Linked DNA regions of Macaca mulatta: all the other regions are linked to region 1. The links are chromatin contacts, called in public Hi-C maps. All regions are on one chromosome and are shown on one strand. Each heading gives the region's core, a stretch centred on a gene start, on an enhancer-like site or on the middle of the called end of the contact. The rest is flanking DNA. Distances are from core to core; before and after follow the strand shown. Region 1 holds the start of CSTF3 (cleavage stimulation factor subunit 3). Region 2 holds the start of TCP11L1 (t-complex 11 like 1). Region 3 holds the start of HIPK3 (homeodomain interacting protein kinase 3).

Evidence for each region. Hi-C and Micro-C count contacts between places; a contact is called where the count stands out from the background.
Region 2: a contact with region 1 is called in a Hi-C map of fetal cortex germinal zone, with 2.2 times the contacts expected there. The contact joins the promoter of TCP11L1 here to the promoter of CSTF3 in region 1. A contact is called at or near these places in 2 of 14 Hi-C or Micro-C datasets (fetal cortex germinal zone and liver).
Region 3: a contact with region 1 is called in a Hi-C map of fetal cortex germinal zone, with 2.3 times the contacts expected there. The contact joins the promoter of HIPK3 here to the promoter of CSTF3 in region 1. A contact is called at or near these places in 4 of 14 Hi-C or Micro-C datasets (cortical neurons, fetal cortex germinal zone, fetal cortical plate and 1 more).

The regions. Positions count from the first base shown.
Region 1 is chr14:32,114,939-32,119,215 of T2T-MMU8v2.0, reverse strand. CSTF3 (cleavage stimulation factor subunit 3) reads right to left here and starts at 1,861. Exons shown (of 21, transcript NM_001257622.1): 1 at 1,676-1,861. The coding sequence starts at 1,702.
Region 2 is chr14:32,237,462-32,241,738 of T2T-MMU8v2.0, reverse strand. It overlaps TCP11L1 (t-complex 11 like 1), which reads left to right and starts at 2,219. Exons shown (of 10, transcript NM_001194784.2): 1 at 2,219-2,587.
Region 3 is chr14:32,026,249-32,030,525 of T2T-MMU8v2.0, reverse strand. HIPK3 (homeodomain interacting protein kinase 3) reads left to right here and starts at 2,534. Exons shown (of 15, transcript XM_077963109.1): 1 at 2,534-3,057.

The sequences.
Region 1 (4,277 bases), core at 612-3,111:
CTGTCCCATTGAAACACCACAGTTCTAAAACATTCAAGAGGTCATGGTAACATTTCTGTGTCTTTGTAATTTTAGATAAATTCTAAGATTAACGATGAATTTCGGAAACTTTCTTTTTTTTTTTTGAGACGGAGTCTCGCTCTGTCGCCCAGGCTGAAGTGCAGTGGCCGGATCTCAGCTCTCACTGCAAGCTCCGCCTCCCGGGTTCACGCCATTCTCCTGCCTCAGCCTCCCGAGTAGCTGGGACTACAGGCGCCCGCCACCTCGCCCGGCTAGTTTTTTGTATTTTTTTTTAGTAGAGACGGGGTTTCACCGTGTTAGCCAGGATAGTCTCGATCTCCTGACCTCGTGATCCACCCGTCTCGGCCTCCCAAAGTGCTGGGATTACAGGCTTGAGCCACCGCGCCCGGCCCAAATTTCGGAAACTTTCAATGAAACCTCAGTTAATTAATCCTTCACTTTCAGATGACAAATACTAGATCAGAAAAGAGGTAAACAGTTTTGATACGGTAATTTTAAGACTTCGCATGCTCGGGCATGCTAACAGTATGTAAAATGTAAATAGTGCGAAGATTTCTGGACTGAAACCAGTCCTCGAGCAAACACAAAACAATTTAGTCAAACTGCCGACAAAATGAAATCTACAGTCTTACAGACTATGCAGTAGAACACTCCTATTTTGCCTCATCTCTGTCAACCTTCAATAACATCTTCCACGTTATAAGCTAGGGAACCTGAAAAATGAAAATCTAAGTGCATGTCGTTGCTATGGCAATGGGAAATTTCAGGAAATTGAGACTGCAGGCTACCTAGCCTCCATTTTAGAAACTGTATTTATCTAAACACACCAGGACTTAGATCGAAAAACAAATTTAATGGCATCTTTCAAAACTATTTTGTTTCCTCTCTCACACTAAAAGGTACTCTCCTACAAAATTCTGAATACAAAGGGGAAAAAAAACAAACCACACTGATCTAACCTAAAAGTCTGAATTTTTAAATATTTAGTTGTCACCCATATTTACTACTAAAACATGCTTTTATTTACAGTGGCCAAAACAGACTTCTCATTTTCAACTTATAATATACCTGCAATGTTTATGTAGCTGGAAAAACGAAAATGAAATGTGACTAAAAGGAAGAAAAGGAAGAAAACGAAAAAAAGCCACAATATTCCCAAAACCACAGCATAACTTGCTTCTTTCTTCACTCGCTCTCTTAAATCTTAATTCTCCAGATTAGCTTTGTCTCAAATATTTCTCAAACTAGTAACCTATTTCTGGGTACACTACATTTGGCTGGGTGAAAGAAACACTGTCAAGTTTTTCTAAAACGGCGGGTGCGCGTTAAAATAATTCCTATCCACTCTAACACCAAAGCGATATCAAAGGAAAGCATCCCATCTGGAGTAGTCCCATGAATCTAAATAGGACGAAGCAGCCTACCGGCTATTGTCTAAATCAAGTATTTACTCGTATTCGTGCCTAAGACAGGGAAGTAAAAAAAAATTAAATTTTAATCAGATCTTGCTCCCCATTCCCACCACTCTTGTATATACCCTGTCCCCCGGGTTCACTAGACCCAATTCCTTCCTCAGGCGAACATGTCTGGAGCAGTCGGAGGAACAGACGTGGAGAAGAGGTCGCCACGAGGCCCCACCACTCTCCTTCCTCACCTGCTCCGTGGCTCCGTCTCCTGACATGGCCTCAGCTGATTACAACGTGCGCACTGACCGTCGATGGGAAGCTAGAAAAGAAAAATTAAACTAAAAACCACCCCCAAATCAGTAAAGTTACCCCCTGCCCAGCTGAGCCAGACCGCCAACACCAATCGCCACCGCCCACTCAGATATGAATTAAAATGGCTGCGCCCCTGCCGGCCGAGGAGGGGGGGTGTGTGGCTTCCGCATTAACTTCCGGGGCAGTGGGCGGGGCTAATTTCGGCGACTCGTTGGTTATTCCGAACGTGCAGAAGGCAGCGAGATCCCGGGGCGGGCCCAATTCCTGGGCTGACGTCACTACCCCGGCCTGGAGAGGCTGTTGCTGAGCCGGCTCTAACCGGCTGGAAGGCGGGAATCTGTTTCGCCTGGAGGCTCGCGCGCTTTTTGGAATTCAGTTAAAAAGCTTTAGAGCCTGGCTTCTCACGGTTGAAGCCTGATTGCTAGTCAGCAATGCTAAGCGTTAAATGCCTCCTATATTTAGGGGATAAGGAATCCGTGAAGGTTTTCTCTGGTCTCAGTTCCTGCTTTTTACTTTTCTTGGGGGTGGGAGGGATAGATCAAGCCCACGTTAATTTTTACTGCCGCCGTCTACTCTTATGTAGAAAGCTTTGAAGTCTGTGAGACCTGGATTTTCAGCTCAAAATCTCAGCATGGTTCCTTGACTGCAAAGTGGATATGATTGTTTGGAGCCCAGACTGCTTGGATTTTAACTAAGATAAGTAACTCTGGGCAATTAAACTTTGTACCTCAGCTTTCTGGCCTATAGGTGGGAATAATAGTACCTGCAACTGAAATAAATCATACATAGAAAGGTGTTAGGAACAGTATCTGGCATTAAGATTAAATGAGATTGACCGGGCGTGGTGACCCACGCCTGTAATCCCAGCACTTTGGGTGGCCAAGACGAATGGATCAGGAGTTCTAGGCCGGGCGTGGTGGCTCACGCCGGTAATCGCAGCACTTTGGGAGGCCGGGGCGGGCGGATCATGAGGTAAGGAGATTGAGACCATCCTGGCTAACACCGTGAAACCCCGTCTTTACTAAAAATACAGTGAGCCGAGATCATGCCACTGCACTCCAACCCGGGCAACAGAGCGAGACTCCCTATCAAAAAAAAAAAAAAAATTAAATGAGCTAAGTCTTCTGAAACTGCTCTTCCATTTAAGCGTCATTGTAAGATGTCTGCAAGCATTTCTCGCCTACAGGGGTTCGATGCCCCAGAGTAACCTGTTGAACTGTTCCCAGACTCGCCTTATTCTTTTAGATCTCCTTTCCTCTGCTCAAACTTACACTTACTCCCTTTCCACAGGCTGAAATCTTACCCTTAAAATAATCAGACACATGGGCAAAAGATGTGTATTAACAGATGTTCATTGCCCCATCCAGCAATGGAGGACTAGTTAAAAATATCACAAGATTTATCTCTGCAATAGAATGTCACGCAGCAAACCGATGCTAATGTACGATGACTGACATAGAAAGGCAACCACCGTATTAAATAAAGAAAAGCAGAATATGAAAGTGTTTTACGTATATATACTTACCAATTTAGCATCCCTAATCAAAAAATCCAAAATCTGAAATGCTCCAATGAGCATTTCCTTTGAGAGTCATGTCAGTGCTTAAAAAGTTAGATTTTGGAGCATTTTGAGTTTTGGAACATTTGGGATTTTTTTTTTTTTTCTCTTGAGGCAGAGTCTTGCTCTGTCGTCCAGGCCAGAGTGCAGTGGTGCGATCTCAGCTCACTGCACCCTACGCCTCCCGGGTTCAAACGATTCTCCTGCCTCAACCTCCCGAGTAGCTGGGATTACAGGCGTGCACCACCACGCCCGGCTAATTTTCTTTCTTTCTTTCTTTCTTTTTTTTTTTTTTTTTTTTTTTGAGACAGAGTCTCACTCTGTAGCTGGGGCTGGAGTGCAGTGGCACTATCTTGGCTCACTGCAAGCTCCGCCTTCCGGGTTCAGGCTATTCTCCTGCCTCAGCCTCCCGAGTAGCTGGGACTACAGGCATTTTTATTAGAGATGGGGTTTCACTGTGTTAGCCAGGATGGTCTCGATCTCCTGACCTCGTGAGCCGCCCACCTTGGCCTCCCAAAGTGCTGGGATTACAGGCGTGAGCCATGGCGCTCAGCCTAATTTTTGTATTTTTAGTAGAGATGGGATTTCAGCATGTTGGCCAAGCTAGTCTGAACTCCTGACCTCAAGTGATCCACCCAACTTGGCCTCCCCAAGTGCTGGGATTACAGGTGTGAGCCACCGTGCCTGGCCCAGACTTTTGAATTAGGAATACTCAACCTGTATATATCTTTTTTTTTTTTTTTTTTTTGAGACTGAGTCTTGCTCTTTCACCCAGGCTGGAATGCAGTGGCACGATCTCAGCTCAGTGCAACCTCTGCCTCCTGGGTTCAAGCAATTCTCATGCCTCAGCCTCCTGAGTAGCTGGGATTACAGGCTCCCGCCACCACGCCGGGCTAATTTTTGTATTTTCAATCGAGACAGGATTTCACCATATTGGCCAGGCTGGTCTCCAACCCCTGACCTCAGGTGATCCACCAGCT
Region 2 (4,277 bases), core at 970-3,469, 120 kb before region 1:
ACTGGGCATTAGAGCTAAAGTTTTTAATACCTTTTTAACTAAGTTAATGATTATGTGGCATGAGTGCACTGTGAAGATATACAGGTGACCTTTCAACACCAGAAATTTGAACTGTGCAGGTCCACTTACACTAGGAATTTTTTTTTTTTTTAGGCATAGTCTCGCTCTGTGGCCCAGGCTGGAGTGCAGTGGTGCGATCTTGGCTCACTGCAAGCTCCGCCTCCCAGGTTCATGCCATTCTCCTGCCTCAGCCTCCTGGGTAGCTGGGACCACGGGCACCCGCCACCACGCCCGGCTAATTTTTTGTATTTTTAGTAGAGATGAGATTTAAATTTAAATTGAGGAGCATCAATTAAGAAAGTACAGAGACCACCCTGTAGCATAAAGAGTGGAATGGACTACAGCAAGCAGAGATGTGACAAGAGGGATCCCGTGTGTCCAGGAGCAGTAGCCGACCTCTAGAGTGGCTGCCACCTTTCTCCCTCCAAGTCCTATGTCCTTGCAGTGAACTCCCTTTACCTTAAGGTAATTTGAATTTCCAGTGCTTGCAGCCAAAGATCAAAATGGAATGTGTCTATATATAGTTTTTGAATATTGAAACAGTACATAACATTACAAGATTACAAGTGAAATATCCCAAATTAAATCAGTGATTTTGGTACTGTTGCAGTATCCTCTCCAGGTGAAACTTGAGTGTATTCATTCACTTGCTCCTAACCAAGTGAAAATTGGTCATATTAATTTTTTTTTTTTTTTGAGATGTAGTTTCACTCTGTTACCCAGGCTGGAGTGCAGGGGTGCAATCTCTGCTCACTGCAACCTCCACCTCCCAGGTTCAAGTGATTCTTCTGCCTCAGCCTCCCCAGGAGCTGGGATTACAGGTGCCTGCCACCATGCCCAGCTAATTTTTGTATTTTTAGTACAGACGGGGTTTCGCCATGTTGGCCAGGCTGGTCTTGAACCCCTGACCTCAGGTGATCCGCCCGCCTCGACCTCCCTAAGTGTCAGGATTACAGGCGTGAGCCATTAAGCCCGGCCATATTAATCTTTTAAGGAAGGTAAGGGAGGTGGTTCTAGCCTGCTTTCCCAGAGAAGCTTTTAAAACTTGTCTGGCATCACGCCCCAGAGTTTCGGATAATAGTTTTCCAACCCCTGCCCCTGAGATTGCAAGTTGTACTCACTGCTGAAAAACATTGGAGACTTTATGGTATGAGTCTAGACTCAGAAGAACTGCATGTTTTCTTTGCAGGTCTTAACAGTTCCATTTAGTTGAGTATCTTAAGGGTTTTTGGTGTTTTTTCCTCCAAAAAAGGGAATCTTCACCTGAGAACTGTTTTTGTCTTTTTCTTTTTTAAAGCAAAAAGACTTTAATATGCAAGTCAGTAAATGGTTTGAGGGTCTTGTATTGCACTCGGCCTTCAATACGTTAGCAATAACTACCCACATGTGATCTATTTAGCAGTGTTTGAAAACAGCAATTTCACTCCAACTGCTTTGTTGCTTTTTTTTTTTTTTTTTTTTTTGAGACGGAGTCTCGGTCTGTCTCCAGGATGGAGTGCAGTGGCGCTATCTCAGCTCACTGTATCCTCCGCCTCCTGGATTCAAGCGATTCTCCTGCCTCAGCCTCCCGAATAGCTGGGACTACAAGCGCGCGCCACCACGCCCAGCTAATTTTCGTATTTTTGGTAGAGACAGGGTTTCACCATGTTGGCCAGGATGGTCTCGATTTCTTGACCTCATGATCCGCCCGCTTCGGCCTCTCAAAGTGCTGGGATTACAGGCGTGAGCCGCTGCGCCCGGCCCAACTTTTTTAAAAACAGCCAAAATGAGAGAAGGGGAATAAACTTCGTGTAGCTACAAAGAGGATGGCATAATTAAATTTCAAAGAACGGACGGGGAAGGTTTCCGATGCAGTTCCTTCGTATTTCTTCTTTTGACTGACCCGCGCCTTCTCCGCCTCCCTTTCTCCTCCCGTCACCCATCCCAGGGACTGGGATGTGGCCGCGCCCTCCGCCTTTCCGTATGGAAACATGGCGCCTCCCTGCGTGGGGCGGGCTATCCCCAGCTTCGAGCCACAGCCCGCTGAGACTCATCGGCGGGCACTCGGCCGCTCCTCTTACGTTTCCGTACGGAAAAATGGCGCCTCGCTGCGTTGAGCGGGCCACTCTTGGCTCGGAGCCACTGCCCACGGAGCCCCCTCAGCGGTCATCGGCCACGCTTTCCACCGCTCCCTGAAGAAACATGGCGCCGCCCAGCTGCGAGTCACCGCTTACTGAACCCCTTCGGCAAGCAGGGGAAAGAACCGCCTGCCTTTCCGTACGAAGACATGGCGCTGCCCTATATTGGCGCCTCCCGGCCAAGAGCAGTCTCCTCCTTCCTGATGCTGAGAAGCGGCCGCTCTGACCGCTGCCCACCCGAGTCGGGCTGGGAGGACCGCCCGCCGCGTGGCGAGGGATGCGGCCTCGGAGGAGCAGAGGCTGAACCCCCCCAGCCTGCCGCGCATCCCTCCGGCTTCCGCCGCGGCGCCAGCCCGCGCCTGATTCGCGCGGCGGGAGCGGCAGGAGGAAGAACGCTGACTCCGCGGCAGGTGAGGAGAGCGGGAGCTGGGGCGGAGGCTGGCGGGGCCCGCCTGGGAGGCGCGCGGTCCAAGTCGCAGGCATCTCTTCGTCTCTTCCCGTCGGATCCCGTCCCGGGATGTCGGGGGCAGGCGAGGAAGAGGCGGGGTCCGCGGGCGGGTGGGGCTCACCCCTCAAGGCCGCCCTCTCGGCGCGCCCGCGTCCTCCCTGCTCCCGGCCCTGCCACTCCCTCGCTGGCCAGAACAGCTGTTTACAACGGAATCCGGACGCCGGGCGCGAGTGGAGCTCAGTGCCAGAGGAGGTGATTCCCGGCGCCGGGGACAGAGCCCCTTTCTTTTGCTGAAAGACCCTTTCTGCTGGGGAGCCTCTTGTGTCCAGCCTAGGCCCGCGTGCAGCCCCGACGGATGACCGTCTTCTTGGCAAGTGCGAGAATCCTCCTCCCCTCGGCTCTCTTTTTAGACACAGTGGGGGTTGAATGGATGCGCGCGATATAAGCAAATTAAATGGTTCCTGGCCACATCCTAGAGCCCTTTAATTAGAGTTCCCATTTGTAGAAGGCCTGCTGTGTGCCAGCCTCTGCCGTGCACGATCCCTCGTTTCATGTCTCCCCCAAACCAAGCAGGTAGGTAGCTGTATTTTACAGAGGAGGAAACTGAAGTTACTCAGCTAGTAAAGAGCCAGAATTGGGGCCCAGGTGTGTGTGAAACCAACGCCCACCCCTCCCACATACAATGACATCACAGAGATGACGTAGGGATTCATCTCTATCAACAGATACTTGTGGGTGTCTATTTGGGGGATATACGGATGGAGCATAAGTGGGGAATATGACTTTTCCTGGCTCGTAAGAAGTTCGAAATCTAGGTGGAGAATTTTAAAATAAAAACTAGCACTTTTACCATCTGGCCCCAACGCATCTTTCCATTATCACTAGCCACTTCCTTTTCTGATTTTCTTGTGCCTTGGCTTCTGTCCTCTGAGTGAAATGCCCTTCTTTTCACCTCCTCTCCCCCTCCAGACATGTTTTAACTAGGTGAAATCCTACTCCTTTTAAAGATCAGTGTAAATGTCATCTTTTCTGGGAAGGTTTTCTCAATCTCCTTCCAGGCGGAGTTAGTTTCTTCCTCTGCTATATTCCCTGGGCAATTTCATAATGCCACTAAGGCTTAAGTTTCATTATGGCTCCTTGTAAGCCTGTCTGCCTCCCCCTCTAGACTATGTATTTGCATCTTTCTATTTAAATAAGCACACTTTGAATTGAATTTAAGGCAGTGACAAATGCTAAATGTCGACTAGCCTGCCCTGCAGGAGTTGAGAAAGGTGCAATCACTGGTGAGGTCTGGGAAGTGTCCTGGGAAGAGATAGGACCTGAACTCAATCATAAAAGGATGGGGTTAGTTTACTAAGCTGATTAGAGACCTAGAAATCCTGCCTTTCCTCCTCACCGCACAGAATGAATTACTTCATCCCTCCTGGGCTCCTTCTCAGCGTGTGAAGAGGATAAAATTAGAAGCGTTTTGTTTGTCCTTTCTCATAGAATATGCTGGTAATGTTATCCTTTGGATCTTGGAGCATTTCCTGACCCTAATAGGATTTAGGATACAGAGGAGATGGGTGTCTCCAGTGGGGTGTTGGAAGCTAAAATGAGACTAGAAAGGGGAAATACATGAAAACAACCTTCATATTAATACAGGTCTGGGT
Region 3 (4,277 bases), core at 1,285-3,784, 89 kb after region 1:
CAAGGGATCGAGACCATCCTGGTCAACATGGTGAAACCCTGTCTCTGCTAAAAGTACAAAAATTAGCTGGGTGTGATGGCATGTGCCTGCTGTCCCAGCTATTCGGGAGGCTGAGGCAGGGGAATCGCTTGAACCCAGAAAGGTTGCAGTGAGCCGAGATTGTGCCACTGCGATCCAGCCTGGCAACAGAGTGAGACTCCATCTCAAAAAAAAAAAAAAAAAAAAAAAAGAGTGAATTCCCTCCTGTAATGTATAGTGAAGTGAGTAGCAACGTACAGGCGATAGAAAGGAAAATAAATCCTTGTCCCTCATTTCCACCTCTTCATAGATGTAGCAAATACAGGGAATGAAAGCCCTCCATTAGAGATGGCTTCCTTAAATGTCTGCAAAAATTCTGAAATTTGAAATTCTAGTGGAATAGTTTCCCTGTTCCTCCTGAAAGATTTATCTATTATTGTAACTTTCTCCTTTGAGTAATGATTTTATCCTATTTGGTTTTTTTGACTATTGTTCTTAAGAAAAATAAAAAGTAACGAAATACTAAGTGAAAAGGAATGGTTCATAGGCTGCTCTCTGAAAGGCAGCCATTGTTTTGTTCTTCTATATTGGAAGACTTTTCAGCTGGTTATCCTCCGTAACTTGAAAACAACTGTCATTCGAAAGTGTTATGTCCAGTGGTCTCAGGGCATACTATCCTTTCTCTTTTATTTTATTTTTTGAGACAGAGTCTCTGTCGCCCAGGTTGGAGTGCAGTGGCTCAAGCGATTCAAGGGATTCTCTTACCTCAGCCTCCCGAGTAGCTGGGATTACAGGCGCCCGCCACCACGCCCAGCTAATTTTTGCATTTTTAGTAGAGACCAGGTTTCACTATGTTGGCCAGGCTGGTCTTGAACTCCTGACCAACCACAGGTGATTCACCCGCCTCAGCCTCCCAAAGTGCTGGGATTACAAGTGTGAGCCACCGCGCCCGGCCTCCTTTGTCTCTTAAAGGCATTCTCCAAAATACTCATCTTCCGGTTTGAAGAGCAGCAGGGATTAAATGTGTATTATTATATATGCAGCAATTTGCCACTCCCTTTGCCCTGCCCCAGTTACTGCAATAGAAAATGTCTGGGAATAGCCGGGCGCGGTGGCTCAAGCCTGTAATCCCAGCACTTTGGGAGGCCGAGACGGGCGGATCACGAGGTCAGGAGATCGAGACCATCCTGGCTAACACGGTGAAACCCCGTCTCTACTAAAAAATACAAAAAAAAAACTAGCCGGGCGAGGTGGCGGGCGCCTGTAGTCCCGGCTACTCGGGAGCCTGAGGCAGGAGAATGGCGGGAACCCGGGAGGCGGAGCTTGCAGTGAGCTGAGATCCGGCCACAGCACTCCAGCCTGGGTGACAGAGCGAGACTCCGTCTCAAAAAAAAAAAAAAAAAAAAGGAAATGTCTGGGAATAAATACATCTGTGGTAAATTCAATCTTCCTAGTTAAGATTATGAAGGAAACAAAAAAAGGACACTTCCATTCCAGAGAGAAAGGTGTTTGTTTCCCAAAAGGTTAGACATTGATTCAGAACAAAGGGAACCTGACGGAACCGGTATTAAAGAAAATCAACTCTGAATGTGAGGTATTAGAAAGCCATTTGTTTCCTAGGGAAAAGTAAGGAGGAAAGAGCGGGTGGGAGACACGGGCTTTACTGCATAACCTTGGTTATGTCACCTAAACTTCTTGGAACTCCTGAGTGTAAGAGTTGGGACCAAGGATCGCAAAGGTTCTTTCATTCCTAAAATTCTATGGTTCCACGATTATGTGAGTTGAAACAGGCCATTCTGTTGATTTCCTAATCTCCAAGAGGAAGGAAACTGATCTTTGGGGGTTAAACCGACTAATTTAATGGAGAATCACCAATGTGGAGGTGGGCGAACTTCACAATTACGGGGTTTTGGACAGTAGAGGTGCTCTTGAAAAATTTCCAAGAGAACCTTTCCCCCATCCTTTAACCTGGCGTTACAATTCTCTTCACTCTTTGGGATAGGGGAGCGGGCAGAATCTATTTTAGATTGAGGTAGTTCATTTGACTGAGCATTTCCCCTTTCCGTATTTTTGGACCCTTAACGACTAAATGCCGAGAAACAGATCCTTAATTACGGTTCCGGGATCTCGAAAGGCCTGTAAAATCCTGCTTCCGCATCTTAATCCTTTCTTCGGGTATTGGGATATTTTTTAAAATGTGTATTTCTGGCGGAGGGGGCATGGAGTGAGGTTCAGAATAGCAGCGCGGGACTGATGGATGCTTCTTTCGCGGGAGGCTTGGCTTGTGGGACTCCGGGTCGGGGCCGCACGGGCTGCCAGGCGGACTCCGGGAGACAAGGGCGCGGCTGCGGACTGGCGGGCGGACCCCGGGGAGGGGCTTCACGGAGGAGCAGCGGCCAGAGCGGAGCGGAGCCGCCCGGGCTGGGCGTGCAGCGCTGCCGGGCGGGCGGTGGCGCTGCGGAGGCGGTGGCCGAGGCCGGCGGGCGCGGAGGAGGGGCCCGAGGCTGGGGCGGCTGGTAGCAGCTGCCTCAGTGACGACTGCCGGCATCTCGGCGACCTGAGGAGATCAAGCCGTGGGCCCCGTCGTCGCCGCCACTCCCGCCTGTCTTCCTTCTCCGCTCCCGGCCGGGGCGTCAGGAATGGGCCCCAACCGCCGTGGGCCCCGCACCCTGCGTCGCCCGTAGGCCCCAGCAGCCGGAGGCCAACCGGCCTCCCACTACCCCTCGCCCTAGCTAAGCCGTCCCCACCCCAAATCCCCGGGAAGGAAGATGAGGGAGACAGGCCCGGCGCTTAGCAGCCAGAGCAGCAGCAGCAGCAGTAGCAGCAGCAGCGGCAGCGGTCGCGGGAGGGTGTTTCGCCGTTTCCTCTCAGCCGCCAGGACAAGATGGCAGCGGCCGCGGAGAGGGGCTGAGCCCGGGCTGGGTGGTGCCGCCTGCTGAAGCGCCTGGCTCCCAGTCCCCGGCACGGCTCTGCGCCCCACCCCGGACATGCTCAGGGCTGCGGCCGCCCGAAGAGGAGAGAGCGCAGGCCTCTAGGAAGGTAAGGGAGTCGAGCGAGGGGCGCCGCCACCCCGGGGTGTGGGGATCGGCTCCGTCCGCGGGCTCCACGGCCAGCGAACCCCAAGCCTGACCCGGGTCTGGCCCGACCCCTCCGGAGCGGCCTGCACTCGTTGCGCGTCCCGTGCCCCATCCGCATCCCCAGTGCTCTCGTGCTCCCAGTTTCCGCCCTAGCCCCCGTGGTGTGGCCCGGTATGGGCCGCTCCCTCGAAGCCGGCGCCACGCCAGGCCCTGGGCCGCCGGACGCGGGGGCCGCAGCCTCCGGGAAGCCGCGCCTGGCCGGGGCTCGGGGGCCTGGGCCTCCCCCTCCCCCTGCCAAGGTTGCGCAACGGCTCTTCCCAGCAACCGAAGTTTTGTTTAGTCCCACGGGGAGCCTCTTCCCCCTCGGCAGCCCAAGGCCGTAACGACGGAGATCTCTTTCCTTTCATTAAGGGGAACAAACGCAAACACGCGCACGCACGCAGCTTGAGCACCCCAGCCGATGGCCCCGTCCCCGGCTTTGTGGCCCCGTCCCCAGCGTCGCGGAGCGGCGGGTTTGCAGGGTGTCAACTCTGGGGACGTGCGTGCGTGTGATTGTTGGGGTGGAGAAATGTGATCCGCGGCTCCGCGTCCCCAGCGGCGGCGGGAGGAAGGCGTGGCGGCCGCGCGGCGGGGCTGTTGCCGGCTTCTCTCGTTACGGTGGCGGCCGCTCGCTTCCCTTCGCCGCACTAGGAGAACTGGCAGAAAGACTTTGGAGGAGAATGTCTGTTTCTCTGTCGGGAGGGAGACGGCTGTTGTAAAATGGTATGTGGCTCTCGGGGAATCCTGTTGTTCCCCAGTCTCATCTCTGCTTGAGGAATTGCGCTGAAGAGTGTATGCGTAAATTACCCTGGACTTGTTACAGAGTAGTCGTAACACGTTCAGGCCTTTGAACCGTGTTTTCACAACCTCTTACTGCTCTGTTAGGGAATTTGTTTTTCCACCTGTCAGTTGGCTGCTTCTAATTATAATAAGGGGCTTCTATTAGCAACAGCAAAAAATTTCAGTTTATCGTCCAGTTTAGAGGGAAAGATCATAGTTGGTTCTATTGTCAACTTTGTTTTGATGTCTGTCTGGTACAGGGCCGGGAAAGTTAGCTGGCAAACCAGTCTGCGCGTGTGCTTTTGCGTACTTTCTAGTAGTTTGGAGATCTGCTGACGCTTTTTCCCTTTTTGCTGTTTTAGG